3 separate regions of the Mus musculus genome follow, and regions 2 and 3 are each linked to region 1. A link is a contact called in public HiChIP or PLAC-seq and promoter capture Hi-C data. All regions are on one chromosome and are shown on one strand. The core of a region is the stretch at or near the end of the contact, and the rest is flanking DNA. Distances in the headings are between cores, read along the strand shown. Region 1 overlaps Rpa1 (replication protein A1). Region 2 overlaps Slc43a2 (solute carrier family 43, member 2). Region 3 holds the start of Ovca2 (candidate tumor suppressor in ovarian cancer 2).

Region 1 (4,184 bases), core at 1,021-3,520:
ACTCTGTGAAGTTGATTCTTTCCTTTCACTGTGGGTCCTCGGAGCGTCAATAGGGTCAGCAGGCATTTTACCAGCTGAGCTATCTTGTGGGCCACCAAACTTATTTTTAAAAAGCTAGAAGTTGGTTAAAGAGAAGGAATTCATGTAATTGAAATAGAAAAGCAGAGTTGAAGAGGGAGGAGAGGAGGTGAGTATGATATGGTAAGAAAAACCAAGAAAAAACCTCTACAAGTAAATCTAGTCGTGTTCCACAGATCACTATGTTCAAGGATGGTGTCCCAGAAAAGGGTCCTAAAACAAAGCCCAGGAAGTAATCAAAATGATCCCATCCAGACCTGCTACAGAGAAGCTGGGGGGAAGGAGGGAGAGGCCCTGTAACCTCAAGTCCCCGGGCAGCACAGCAGAGCTGTGCCCAATGATCTCCGTGATACAGGACAACAGGATATCTGAGAAGGAGTCCCAGTGAGCGTGTAGCAGAAGCCAGAGGCCTCGAACAAAACCAACAACTTCACCATGATGAACATCATGAAGATGTGTGGACAAAAGGGTGCACTCTGGGACACAGTGTCACACACTACAGCTTCCACCTGGGACAAAAAGTCACACACTACAGCTTCCACCTGGGACACAATGTCACACACTACAGCTTCCACAGTCAGATTATTTTTCTTCTAGCGGAGAGGCTGCAAGGGTGGAGGGCAGGTACAAGGGAACAGGGGTGAGTGGGATCGGGGTGCATGATGTGAAACTTACAAAGAACCAATAAGTTAGGAAAGAGAGATGAAGACATAGAAGCCATGGCCAACAACCCCAGCACTCTGGAGGCAGGCAGGAGGGTCTCCATGCCAAAGGTAATGAATGCTATGTCTAAAGAGATGATAAAGTCCCATGAGAGTTACAAAGTCAGAGGAGAAACTTGGACAGAAAAGCCAAATGTAACAAATGCATGGTAGGTGGGGAAAGGTGGGGATTTAAAAGAAATTTCACAAAAAGGCACAGAATGTAAGGTGAAAGCGAGCGACTACCAGATAAAGCATCAACTAAGAGGAGTCAGGAACAGTGTATTTTAACTACCTTTATAAAAAAAATACTCGGGCTGGTGAGATGGCTCAGCGGTTAAGAGCACCGACTGCTCTTCCAATGGTCCTGAGTTCAAATCCCAACAACCACATGGTGGCTCACAACCATCCATAACAAAATCTGATACGGTCTTCTGGAGTGTCTGAAGGCAGCTACAAGTGTACTTACATATAATAAGTAAATAAATAAATAAGTATTAAAAAATATGCAATAATTGGAATTATTCTTTGCAATTCTACTATGAATGGAGTTTTTGTTCCTGTTGTTTGTTTTCCGAGCCTGTTTCATGTAATCCAAACTGGCCTGGAACCTGCTAAATAGTGGAAGATGACCTTGAACTTCTGATTCCCCTGTCTCCACCTCCCAAGTGCTGGCCTAGGCTACTCTGCCTGACTCAGGCTCAGTGAATTTTCAAACACTGCTTCAACCTTGACCCCTAACTTCCATCTCTTGGGTCCCATCTTACCCATTCCCAGACTCCCATTCTGTGGCTGGGGCTTGCTGGCTGGTGGTGTCGCTGCAGAGGCTGGGGAAGGGACTGCTTGCTGCTGCTGCTGCTGCTGCTGCTGCTGCTGCTGCCCATATCCTGGAGATCAAAACAGGCCAATTCAGTGCAAACCCAGTCAAGAGATTTCAACACCAGCAGTAAATACCTTAGGAAAACCCACCTTTGGCTCTTAGAGGAGCAGACTGCACCACGCTGCACACCCTGTGTCTGCAAAGGGCTCACTTTTTTGTCTGCGCATAGTAAAGACTGGTTCCATTTCCCTTTCAACTGTTTAGAATTGACAGCTTTCAGTTTTAATGAGGTTCTCCCTGAAGCCTTGCCCATTTCTCCTTCAAGAACCTGCAGTAAAGTCACTGGGCTCAATCTGTGATACTACCACTATTTCCATAGCAACAAATCGATGTCATCAACAGGACGGTGTGTTCGTGGCAGGATCCATTAGAAGAGAAAGCAGGGTGGTAAGGAAAACCTAAAAGCAGTTCAATTGTCTCTCAAGTGCTTTGGCTTCAAAGGAAAAGGAGACGTTTACAAAGGGTTCTACCCTTTCCCCCAAACAAAGCAACCTTATTTTGCAACTGACAGCTGGTGGAAAATATGAGTTGAAAGAGTCTCAGGTACCGTGAAGTGCTAGTGAACTGTCACAGCAGGGAGAGATGAGAACAGAGTTCAGAAGCAGCCGTGTCAAGGCAACAGGGAGATAAAAAGGAGGGGGACCGAGCACGCTTCTAAAGCAGCAAATAAGACGCGCCACCCTGTCGGAGTGTGTATTTGCCCTTCACCCTTTATACAAATGTTTACCAAGTTGAAGAATGTTAACATTGTAAATTGCCTACCACTATTTCTAAAATAACGAGTTTATGGGGTTTGATTTTACTTCTGTGATTGGCTCTGAAGGCTGAAGCCAGCCTCGTTTAGGCTGCTCACCTGGAGTGCTTGTAGATGACAAAGGCAGCTAAAAAAAAAAAAATGTCCCAGAGCTCCTGAAACACTAAAACTGGTGCGCACAGGCAGGAAGTCTCCCTTGCCACTGAGGCTCTCCCTTCTCCAACTGTAAGTTCTAACTCCTGCTGGGCCTCCTGAGGTCCCAACTCACCGGGCATGCTACATGCCCATGGAATTCATTTTTGGCAAAATTACTCTTAAGTAGCTCAAGGAATGAGACGTAATTGTGTTGCTGGAGACAAATACATTCAGCACAAAGTTGAGAAGATTAAATAGAATTGATTATGCTTTAGTTCATCCTACAGAGAGAAAAAGTGAGACACCTATTTACATAGGAGAGGGGCCCAGGCTACTGACAATGAGCCCTTCCTTTACAGCTCAGCCTTCCCATTATCACTCAACTCAGACACCCAGCCCAGTTCAGTCTATGTGAAGCATTTTTAAAATCAGCAAGAGAAAGGTGAGTTGCTCAGTAGTACACTGAAGGAAAGTAGAAATGAGCACACAGTGACCTGCTGCATAAGACACAGTTTAAAAGGTGACCTATCTTCCAGCGAAGTTCTTGCCTTCTTTAAAAAGAATGTGGTATTTGCTGGTATGTGCACCTCACGAAGGTGCTTGCAGCTATGTGGAGGGCAGAGACCATCCTGAGGGAATCGGGTCTCCTTCCACCAGAGTCCTAGGGATGGCACAAAGGCACCGGGCTTGACAGATGCCTTTACCTGCTGAGCCCTTTCCCCAGCCTCTCCTTTTCTACAGTCTCCAAATTACCTGAGGTAGGAGCCTCATTCTCAGAACCATTTCTGCTGCGCATGTCTGACTGAACTGGATATGGTCACTCGACTCAATTTCTATAAAAAGATAACTGAGGAGCCGGCTTGGTTGGTAGAGAAAACATAAAGACCCGAGTTTTGTTCCCACATGGGGCGTGCGTGCTAGAGAGGTGAGGACGGACTAGGCAGGGAGCAGAGGTAGGCAGATCCCAGGCCTCAATAGCCAGGCAGCCCAACCTGAGCTCTAAGTTCAGTAAGGGAGCCTGTAACCACAGAAGACACTGTGCCGTGTAACCACGGCAAGCGGCCCGCTGCAGTGGCATCTGCTCATAGCCACAGCTACCCAGGAGGCTGAGCCACAAGACTCATTGAAGCTGGAGGTCAAGGCCAGCATAGGTACCATAGGTAGACCCCCATCTCAAAGTTGAACAGTAAACATATATTTTACTACAATTAAAAAAACAAGGCCGGGTGTGGTGGCGCATACCTTTAATCCCAGCACTCGGGAGGCAGAGGCAGGCGGATTTCTGAGTTCGAGGCCAGCCTGGTCTACAAAGTGAGTTCCAGGACAGCCAGGGCTACACAGAGAAACCCTGTCTCGAAAAACCAAAAAAAAAAAAAAAAAAAAAAAAAACCAAAAACCCAACACATGTACCTATTCTAACATAGAATTTTCATTTTTTATAAGAATTACAGTTATAATTTTTAGTTGAACATAATACAATGATAAGTCTCCAACTGATAATCTGAGGCTGGGGGTGTAGCTCATTTAGTAGAGTACCTGCCTAGCAGTCGCTAAGTCCGGGTAGTCCCTTGCCTGTATCCCAGTGCTTGGGGAACAGGCAGAAAGAGGACCAGAAGTTCAAGGTGCTCCTCCTCTT
Region 2 (4,184 bases), core at 884-3,383, 250 kb after region 1:
TAATCCTGCTGAAGCACTCTCCAAGTATAGCATCAATACCTGTTTCACAGAGGCACCAAAGGAGCTAAGTCAGTTGGTCTCCTGAGTGTCTGGAGCACCTGCCCTGTGTATACTTAGAGAAGTATCAGTGGATGAGGCCGGCAGGTTCCTGTCCTTGGGGAACTAGACAGTCAAACAGAATGGCTAGGCTGCCTGTGATCCCAACACTCTGGATGCGGAGGCAGGAGGATCAAGAGTTTGAAGCCAGCCAGGGCTACACGAGAACCTGTCTCAAAACAGAGGGGGAAAAACACTCAGAAGAAGCAGAAAAGTCTTAGCCAGGACTGTTTACTGTGACCCAGCAAGGCAGACATGACAGCAATAACTCAGTCACCTTTCAAGATGGTGACATTTGATTCAAATTGGATTCTAGGTTCAGACAGGTTGGGATTATCAGAGCATGGGGTTCTAATAGCCAAACAGCTCAGATCACAGGGTTGAGCCTCTCTATATGGCCCAGCACAGTGAGAGCTCCCAACTGTCCCCTGCCCAATGCCCATTCTGGTTTCCCATTGATAACACTGCTCCCTCTTCTGACAGCTCATCTACGACGCTGGCGCCTCCTTCATTGGCATCCTAGTGGTCTGGGCTGGCTGCTCTGGCCTGGTTTTTTTCAACTGTTTCTTCAACTGGCCACTCGAGCCCTTCCCAGGCCCAGAGGACATGGACTACTCGTAAGTTAGGCATGCTCTCTGCCCTACCCTCACACCAGCCAGGGACCGGGCAGCAACCTACAAACACCCTTCCTATGGCTGCTAGGGTGAAGATCAAGTTCAGCTGGCTAGGCTTTGACCACAAGATCACAGGGAAGCAGTTCTACAAGCAGGTGACCACAGTGGGGCGCCGTCTGAGCGTGGGCAGCTCTATGCGGACTGCCAAGGAGCAAGCCGCCCTGCAGGAGGGCCACAAGCTGTGTCTGTCCACTGTGGACCTGGAGGTGAAGTGCCAGCCTGATGCTGCAGGTACCCAAAACATGACTGTCCCTATCCAGGTTGGCCCAAGAGACCCGGGGGCAGGGGGAGGGTAGCTGCATTTACACTGCAGGTCTAGCCCACAGCCCCCTTGATTGGTAATCACTGACTGAGACTCTGGGTATCTTCTCACTGCATACCTATTCTGTCTTAAAGGGGGAGAGGGACCTGGTTACACTGAGTTCCGCAGAGCTTAGGGGGTCTGCTGATGAGCATCAAGACCACAGACCTCAGCGGGGCTCTTCACTGTCCCTCACCGCCAGCATAGTCCACACACTGAGCCTTCGTCCCTTCCCCAGGCCCTGGGTGCTGGATGGGCCATATTTCCTGAACCTGAGCTTTATGCCTTCTTCCCACAGCGGCCCCATCGTTTATGCACAGTGTGTTCAGCCCCCTCCTGGTGCTCAGCCTGGTCACCATGTGTGTCACACAGCTGCGACTTATCTTCTACATGGGGGCTATGAACAGCATCCTTGAGTTCCTGGTCAGGGGGGACCAGAAGACAGGTAAGTGTCCCCCACTACACACACACACACACACACACACACACACACACACACACACATACCTCTGGGCCTTCCTTGATGCATCCCTCCAGGGTAGGGCAGTGCTGCTACTCTCACCAGCCCAATAAAGCCCTCCGTCCCCTCCAGCTTATGTACTTTGTGACCTAGATCACATCAGTAGGGCTGTGAAGTTGCCGTGTCTGAGGCCCTGCTGGCTTGTCTTGTCACGGCCAGCTTGACTGTTCTTTCATGTCCCCATCAGGGTTTTCCCGGCTAAGGAGGGAGAGGACTGAAATAGCGCTGTGTTTCGGGTGTGGGGTGAATGCTTTCAGTGCCAGTGGGGAGGACTGCGGGCTGTCTGCTGAGAACACGACCCAGAGCCGAAGACAGCAGCCCAGCCCCACCCGTCACATCCCTGATCCAAAGGGACTAGCTTGGCACTTGGACAACCTGGGGGCTGAGGGAGGACCTTTGTCCCGACTGAGGACTACGGGTCAGTGGGGGCCTACTCTATGATCGATGTCCTGCCCTGGGAACCAGGGAAAACAGAGGCTTCCCAGGAACGAAGTACTCCAGTTGAGGCTTGTTCACTCTGGGAAACAGAACTGATAACCCACAGGAAAACAGTAGCAGGTCTTGAGCTGACGAGGGGCTTTGCTGCGCAGAGAAAGTCAGGACTTCCCCAGGCCTGGCTGAGTCAGCTTTAGTCATCCTGAGCAAGCAGGACAAACACACTCGGTGGCAAATCTTTGTTGGCAGTCTCACCGGCCTGCCACTTTCTTTTGTTGGCTAACTTGTTTTTACCCAGGGAAAGATAACGCAGTCCTTGCAAGGGGCCAAATACCAGTTATCCGCAGGGACAGGAAGGCTGGCTTTCACAGAGGGAAAAGCTCCTGGCAACTAATGGCTTCTCAGAGGGGAGAAGTGGAAAGAAGCCGAATGTAATGAGCAAAAAAAAAATCATGATGGGCCTTGGTAATGACCTCAGGGCCTTAGGAGGAGAAGACCTTAAGCTTTGTTTAATCTAATGATAGTTCCCTAACTTTTTTATTTGTTTGTTTTGGTTTTGGTTTTGGTTTTTTTCTTTTTTGAGACTGTTTCTCTGTGTAGCCCTGGCTGTCCTGGAACTCACTCTGTAGACCAGGCTGGCCTCGAACTCACAGAGATCTGCCTGCTTCTGCTTCTCGAGAGGTTGCAGGATCAAAGTTGTACACCACCACTGCCTGGCTATAATTTCCTAACTTTATACCCCTGGAACAATTTTTTTTTTTTTTTGGTAATATAGGGGGTCTTGATGGTAGAGTGCTTTCTTAGCGCTCATGGCACTTGCACCACATAAGTTGCACAGCGATGACTGCCTGTGATCCCAGCACTCAGAGGTGGAAGTGGAAAGGCAAGGTTCAGAGTCCTCTGAGGTTGCAGGGCACATTGGAGGCCTGCATGGGTTAGGGGCAGTAGATCTAGATGAGCCTTGCTCGCTGCTGTTTAGCCTCTCCAGGTACCTGCCTGCTTTAGTCTCCTGTAGCTATGACTACAAGTGTGAACCACCCTACCTAGTAGAACATTTTTTGTTTTTGTTTTGTTTTGTTTTGTTTTGTTTTTGAGATGTGGTAGACTAGGCTGGCATGGGACTTACTTGGTAGACAGGGTTGGCTTCAGACAGTAGGTGGTCCTCCTGTCTCAGCCCGGGACTGGAACTACGTCACACGCAGCTTAATCTTCTGGTATTTCACTGAAATAAAAAAACCTTTCGATGGGACCAACTCAGCAGGAAGAGATGCTTGCTGCTAGCGTGGAAGTAGCACACAGTGGTCAGGAGTTGGTTCTCTTCTTCCCCTGTGCATTCAATATCCAGCACTCAGGTGGCAGAGGCAGGTGAATCTCTGTGGGTTCAAGGCCAGCCTGGTCTACAGAGCGAATTTTATCTAGGGTAGCCATGGCTACACAGAGACACCCTGTCTTAAAAAAGACAAAACGGGGGGCGGAGGGGGATGGAAATCCTGATACACTCCCACAATCTCAGGGACTAGACAGAGTGAGGCAGGAAGATTATGATTTTGAGTCCAGTTTGGCTACACAGTAAAACCTTATCTAAAAAAACAAAACAAACAAAAAAAGTGTCAGCTTCAAGAAGTAGAGAGCTCAGGAGAAGAAGTCTGGAGTAGAGTAGACAAGCACTGTATTCCCCTAGTCTCCAGCATCCAGTACTCACAGGCCTGGCTCTGCTCAGAAGGGCTGCCCTGGGTCAGGGAGCTGAAGGAAGAAGCCTGGCTGTCTAGGGAGACTTGTGGTGTCAGATGACTGTGTGCCTGGCACAGATCCTCTGACCTTTCCTTCTCTCTGAGTGCAGTGACAGGGCAGCTCTCCCACGGGCCACATGGTAGAACTCCGCTTCTGCCAGGCCTGCTGCCTCCAGCATGCTACTTCATCATGGTGCCCAGACCAGGGCCACAGGCCTGACACACCAGCATGCCCATGGGCAGCAGCCAGGAAAAGATCAGCTGGGCTGGCTCTCTTTCACATCTAACCCCAGAGCTGGTGTGAGCAAGGCCTTCGTTGAGTGCTCTGGGGGAGAGGGACTCTTGGGAAGTGGGGTATGTGTTCTGAGCTAGTCTGTTTGTTTCCTGTCTCATTCATGTCTTCTGCCACTAACCCCTCTCCTTTCTGC
Region 3 (4,184 bases), core at 1,078-3,577, 140 kb before region 1:
TTCCTGTGTAGCCCTCTCTGTCCTGGAACTCCATCTGTAGACTAGGATAAGCTCAGTCTCAGATCTGCCTGTCTCTGCCAGTGCTGGGATGAAAGGCACGTGCCACCACTAACTGGTTGTTTTTAGACTAGACTGTCCTCTACCTCTGCCTGCATGTACCACCATGGCCATTGGGTCATTGACTTTTTAAACACATATCATGTACAACCCTGGGACCTGGGACTAGAGCCTCTGGAACTAAGAGCTATAGATGTTTGTGAGCTACATTGTGGATGCTGGAGCCCGAACCTGGGTCCTTTGAAAAAGCAGCCCATGTCCTTAACCACAGAACCATTTCTCTGATGTATACCTTGAAACACTTGTGTGTCAAGAACATATAACTCTGGGTATAAGAATGACTTGGGAGTAACTGGCCAACTCCAACTCCTGCTCAGTGACTAAGCTCCCTAGAAGATATTGTGGTGTGGGACTAGGTAAGTACCTTGTGATATCTTGGAAAAACTGTCTTTCAGAGGCAGAAGTCAGAAAGCAGCGTGCCTATGTGTGTGGCAAGATTGGGCACTGGAAGTGAGAAGAAAAATGGCAAGAAGTTAAGCTGAGCAGGCTACTTAAGCTTTGGCTTTCTCAACATATCAATAATTAGCATCATCAATTATGAATAGCAGTAATCTCAGAAACCCTGAAGATGGCTTCATTAGGAAAAGGCAGGTTACTCTGTGCTGTCTTTGGCCTCTACCCAACATATGGTACTACCCAAGTCTTCAAGCTCAGAGTTCAGAGGGGGATGGAACAGTTATGGAAGAGAAAGCAATGGCCAAGCCAGGGACCAGGATGTAGGAAACCTAAAAGCAGATGGAGCCAAGCAGAGCCTTGCCAAGTGTTTTCTTTCCCCAAACTCCTCAAACGTAAAACTTTCTGATTCTAAGTGACCAAGATATCTAGCTTCTTCAGTCTGGGACTTAAACTTCCACAAAAGGATGGTGACATGGCTCAGCAGGTAGAGGCATGACTTGCCAAGTCAAATGATCAGAGCTCAGAAAGAACCCACATGGTTGAATCAACTCCCCGCACTTATCCTCTGATCTCCACAAGTCTGCACCCATACACACAATAAGCCGAATTTAAAGATACAAAACAATAAATGACTTCCACCAAAAATGTGTCCTTGGGTTTGGTTTGGTGCTGCCCCAGGATCGGGGCAGCAGGAGAAAGGCATTCAACATCTAAAGCATCGCTTTATTGTCTGTCAGTCACAGGGGTGCCAGCCCCTGCCTGCCCACCCCTGTCTTCTCACAGGCTCTCTGGGCTTATGTGTGTCCTGAGAACTGACAGTTGTCTTAACTAGCCATGGTGAGGAGACAGGGGAGAGCTGCTGGACAAAGTGGGAGCAGTGCGGAGACATTTGTCCATCCTTCATTCTGCAAACTGGTCCAAGAACTTAAGGTAGGCCTGACGCTGAGATGCAGCTGCTGGAATGAAGTGACCACCGGAGTGGGTGAGGGTGACGGCTCCAAGGAATCGGCTAGCCAATTGCATACTCTCCTGAGAAGGGATGACTCGATCAGTATCCCCAAAAACATGAAGTGAAGGCAGTGACATGGGGCTCTGCAAGATAGGTTCCTTAAGGCCTCGGGGACAGAACCCCGACACAAGTATAATAAATCTTGGCAAGGGGAAGCGAGGATCGCCTGCCTGGCCCAGGGCACACACATAAGCTGCTAGTGCAGCCCCCTGGCTGAAGCCAAGAAGTCCATCAAACGGCCCCAGCGTGTCAAGGGCCCGTGCCACCGTTTCCAGGGCCTCCTGCAGACCCCTGCACACTGTGGACTCTTCCAGAGCAGAGAAAACATCGGCTTCCTCCTCAGAAAACCACCAGCCTCGAGGCTGCTCCTCCGGAGAACAGGGCCCTAGAAGCAGATGGGAGAAGAGCACAGGCCCAGGGTTAGAGATGGTGAGAAGAAAAAGGCAGAGCTTGGGAAAGTGCAGCCAGGGGACTTGGGGGGCGGGAGGGACCTGGAATGGCCTGGACACAGATAAAGGAGGAAACCTGGGAGCTCAGACTAGAGCCGGAGTTAAAGGCGCTAGGTGAGAACTGAGGTCCAGGTGTGCGAAGGGGTCCAGCAAGTCTCACCCGAGTCTGGACACGAACCCTCGGGAGCCGCTGCCTCGGGGACCGGGTGAGGTCCGCTGAGGCACACAAGCTCTGCCCGACCCCGCAGCGTCTTCCTCAGCGCTCCGGTCTTCTCACGGAAGCCCCGCTCGCTCTGCCGGAAGCCGGCTAGACACAGCACTCGCAGGGTCTGCCGTGCCGCCATACTGCAGACCGACCGGAAGCAGGCCTTCCCAGGCGGAAGTAGAACCGGCAAGGGGGCAGGGCCCGTGCGGGGAACACCCCTAAGGCGGGGCTCTCCTAAAACAAAAAGGTGGGGCGTGGCTGCAAATACCTGCTGCTCTGGCCCTCTCAGGGAGCCGGCGAAGTAGCCTTCTGGTCTGCGCAGTTGCAACTCTCACAGGCTGGGGCTGGAGAGCCGCCTCTGGACCCTTGCTGCACCTGAGGTAGCAGATAGATTCAAGTCTCTCTACTGCAACCTCCACCCGGCTCCCTTGCATTTCCCCCGCTGTCCTCAGGGCGGCGGCGGTGGACCACGTCACGCCTGTAGGCTGCCTCTCAGCCCTGCTTAAAGTGGGCTACCTTGTCAGATGCAGGCTGGCAGAGACCCCGAGGTGCTCGGTCCCGACCGTAGTTCACTGTCCATGGCCCTAAGGAGCTGCCAGAGTAGAAGTCCATGGGGTAGGGTTGCTGCCAAGAAATGTCCTTCAGGGCCACAGCTGCCTAGGGGAGAAAAGACAATGATATTCTTTCTCTCTCTTTCTTCTTTCTCCCTTCCTTCCTTCCTCTCTCTCTCTCTCTCTCTCTCTCTCTCTCTCTCTCTCTCTCTCTCTCTCTCTCTCTCTCTTTCTTTCTTTTTTTGTCCCTGCATTAGCAAATTTGACCAGGGTCTATGAAGGGAGTGTATTATCATCCTTCAGAAAGGAAGAGTGAAGTGAAGAGAGTCGCAGCTACACAGCGAGTCAGGTGTGTTGGCTCACATCTCCCAGCAACTCTTAAATATAAACAAAAACTACACAGCAAGATGGTGGCTCGATCTCAGAACCTGCAACCCTACGTGCTGCTTACCCATGCCAGCCATCTCACAACCCTCCCTCAACAGGAAATACAAAGATTTTCAAAATGTGGCTGTTACCTCGTACGGTGTCAGCAGTGGCTTGGGAAAGGCTGAACCCCAGTCAATGGAGAGGCGTGGACATGCCACCTGCACCCACCTAGGGAGATAAGTCAGTTAAGATGTGACATGAAGGTCACCTCTCTCTGGGGTACCACACTGAAGAACATAACGGTGTCTCAGTATCTCAGTATGTCCACTTGTCAACAGATTGCACTGATCCAACTATATACTGTTGGGAAGGTAACTCTGATTGCCCTGTAAGCCTAGGACTTGACCTTAACTCCCAAAACCATTGCATTAAAAGCAAAAGTGGAGCTGGACACACAGCTTAGTGGTTGAGGGAGCTGGCTACTCTTGCAGAGGATTCAAGTTCAATTCCCAACACCCACATAGTAGCTCACAACCTTCTAAAGTAAGAGGCAAAATTTGTGTGTGTGGTATATGATATACACTTGTACTCCAGCACTGACGAGATCCAGACAGGTGGATTGCTTCAGGGGAAAAGAGAAGGGGGGGGGGGTGGACACCAAAGCTTCACACAAACTAACACACATGCAAAAGAAAAAAAAATCCACCTTAATGGAATCAAACACAGCAAGGGGCATGTCATCAGCCCTTCACTCCATAAGCCAACTTCTGGGGACAGTTCAGTTGTAACTACCCATCTAGAACCAAGGTTTGTACACAGTGCTCTTACACTCATTCCCACCAGACTATGATGGCTAGACAATGCAGGCGGCCCATGGTCAAGGGTGGCCCCTGCTAGATAAGTTCTTGATCTGTGCTGGCCAGAACCTGTTTTCTAAGCTCCCGTTAGCTGGTCACCATACATGGGTAAGGTGGGGAAACTCACACATCCACCTCAGGAAGTAGACTGAGCTTGCTGGGGAAGATCTCAGAGAGCAACAGCCTCACGAAAGGAAGTCCCAAGTTTCTGAGCTGAGATTCCAAGTGCTG

The links. HiChIP or PLAC-seq counts read pairs in DNA pulled down with a chosen protein or histone mark. Capture Hi-C pulls out chosen DNA fragments and counts their contacts.
Region 2: a contact with region 1 is called in a promoter capture Hi-C map of pancreatic islet. The contact joins two enhancer-like sites. A contact is called at or near these places in 2 of 484 Hi-C or Micro-C datasets (CD8 T cells and cerebral cortex), 3 of 115 datasets of contacts at active chromatin or transcription factors (double positive thymocytes, embryonic limb bud and embryonic stem cells) and 1 of 9 other capture datasets (pancreatic islet).
Region 3: an H3K27ac HiChIP or PLAC-seq map of double positive thymocytes shows a contact between it and region 1, with 2.7 times the contacts expected there. The contact joins the promoter of Ovca2 here to the enhancer-like site in region 1. A contact is called at or near these places in 18 of 39 promoter capture datasets (3T3-L1-derived adipocytes, the C10 cell line, the HPC-7 cell line and 12 more), 1 of 15 datasets of contacts at CTCF or cohesin (embryonic stem cells), 4 of 484 Hi-C or Micro-C datasets (CD4 T cells, the G1E-ER4 cell line, bone marrow-derived macrophages and 1 more), 23 of 115 datasets of contacts at active chromatin or transcription factors (the 230-238 cell line, bone marrow-derived macrophages, craniofacial prominence and 14 more) and 4 of 9 other capture datasets (adipose tissue, liver, macrophages and 1 more).

The regions. Positions count from the first base shown.
Region 1 is chr11:75,316,866-75,321,049 of GRCm38.p6, forward strand. Rpa1 (replication protein A1) reads right to left here. Exons shown (of 17, transcript NM_026653.2): 6 at 1,547-1,666. Among named protein-coding and RNA genes, the nearest start is that of Rpa1, 29 kb to the right of the region's middle. Within about 2 kb of position 2,271, at least 33 of the 459 cell types and tissues checked have an H3K27ac peak or open chromatin away from gene starts, as enhancers often do. A contact at or near this core is called in the G1E-ER4 cell line, double positive thymocytes and pancreatic islet, where this site is marked.
Region 2 is chr11:75,562,193-75,566,376 of GRCm38.p6, forward strand. Slc43a2 (solute carrier family 43, member 2) reads left to right here. Exons shown (of 14, transcript NM_001199283.1): 7 at 580-713; 8 at 799-1,001; 9 at 1,370-1,516. Among named protein-coding and RNA genes, the nearest start is that of Mir3971, 13 kb to the left of the region's middle. Within about 2 kb of position 2,134, at least 125 of the 459 cell types and tissues checked have an H3K27ac peak or open chromatin away from gene starts, as enhancers often do. A contact at or near this core is called in pancreatic islet, where this site is marked.
Region 3 is chr11:75,176,481-75,180,664 of GRCm38.p6, forward strand. It overlaps Ovca2 (candidate tumor suppressor in ovarian cancer 2), which reads right to left and starts at 2,328. Exons shown (of 2, transcript NM_027136.3): 1 at 2,132-2,328; 2 at 1-1,907. The coding sequence starts at 2,315. The coding sequence ends at 1,414. Dph1 (diphthamide biosynthesis 1) reads right to left here. Exons shown (of 13, transcript NM_144491.2): 9 at 4,081-4,181; 10 at 3,246-3,324; 11 at 2,693-2,833; 12 at 2,445-2,551; 13 at 1,163-1,907. The coding sequence ends at 2,462.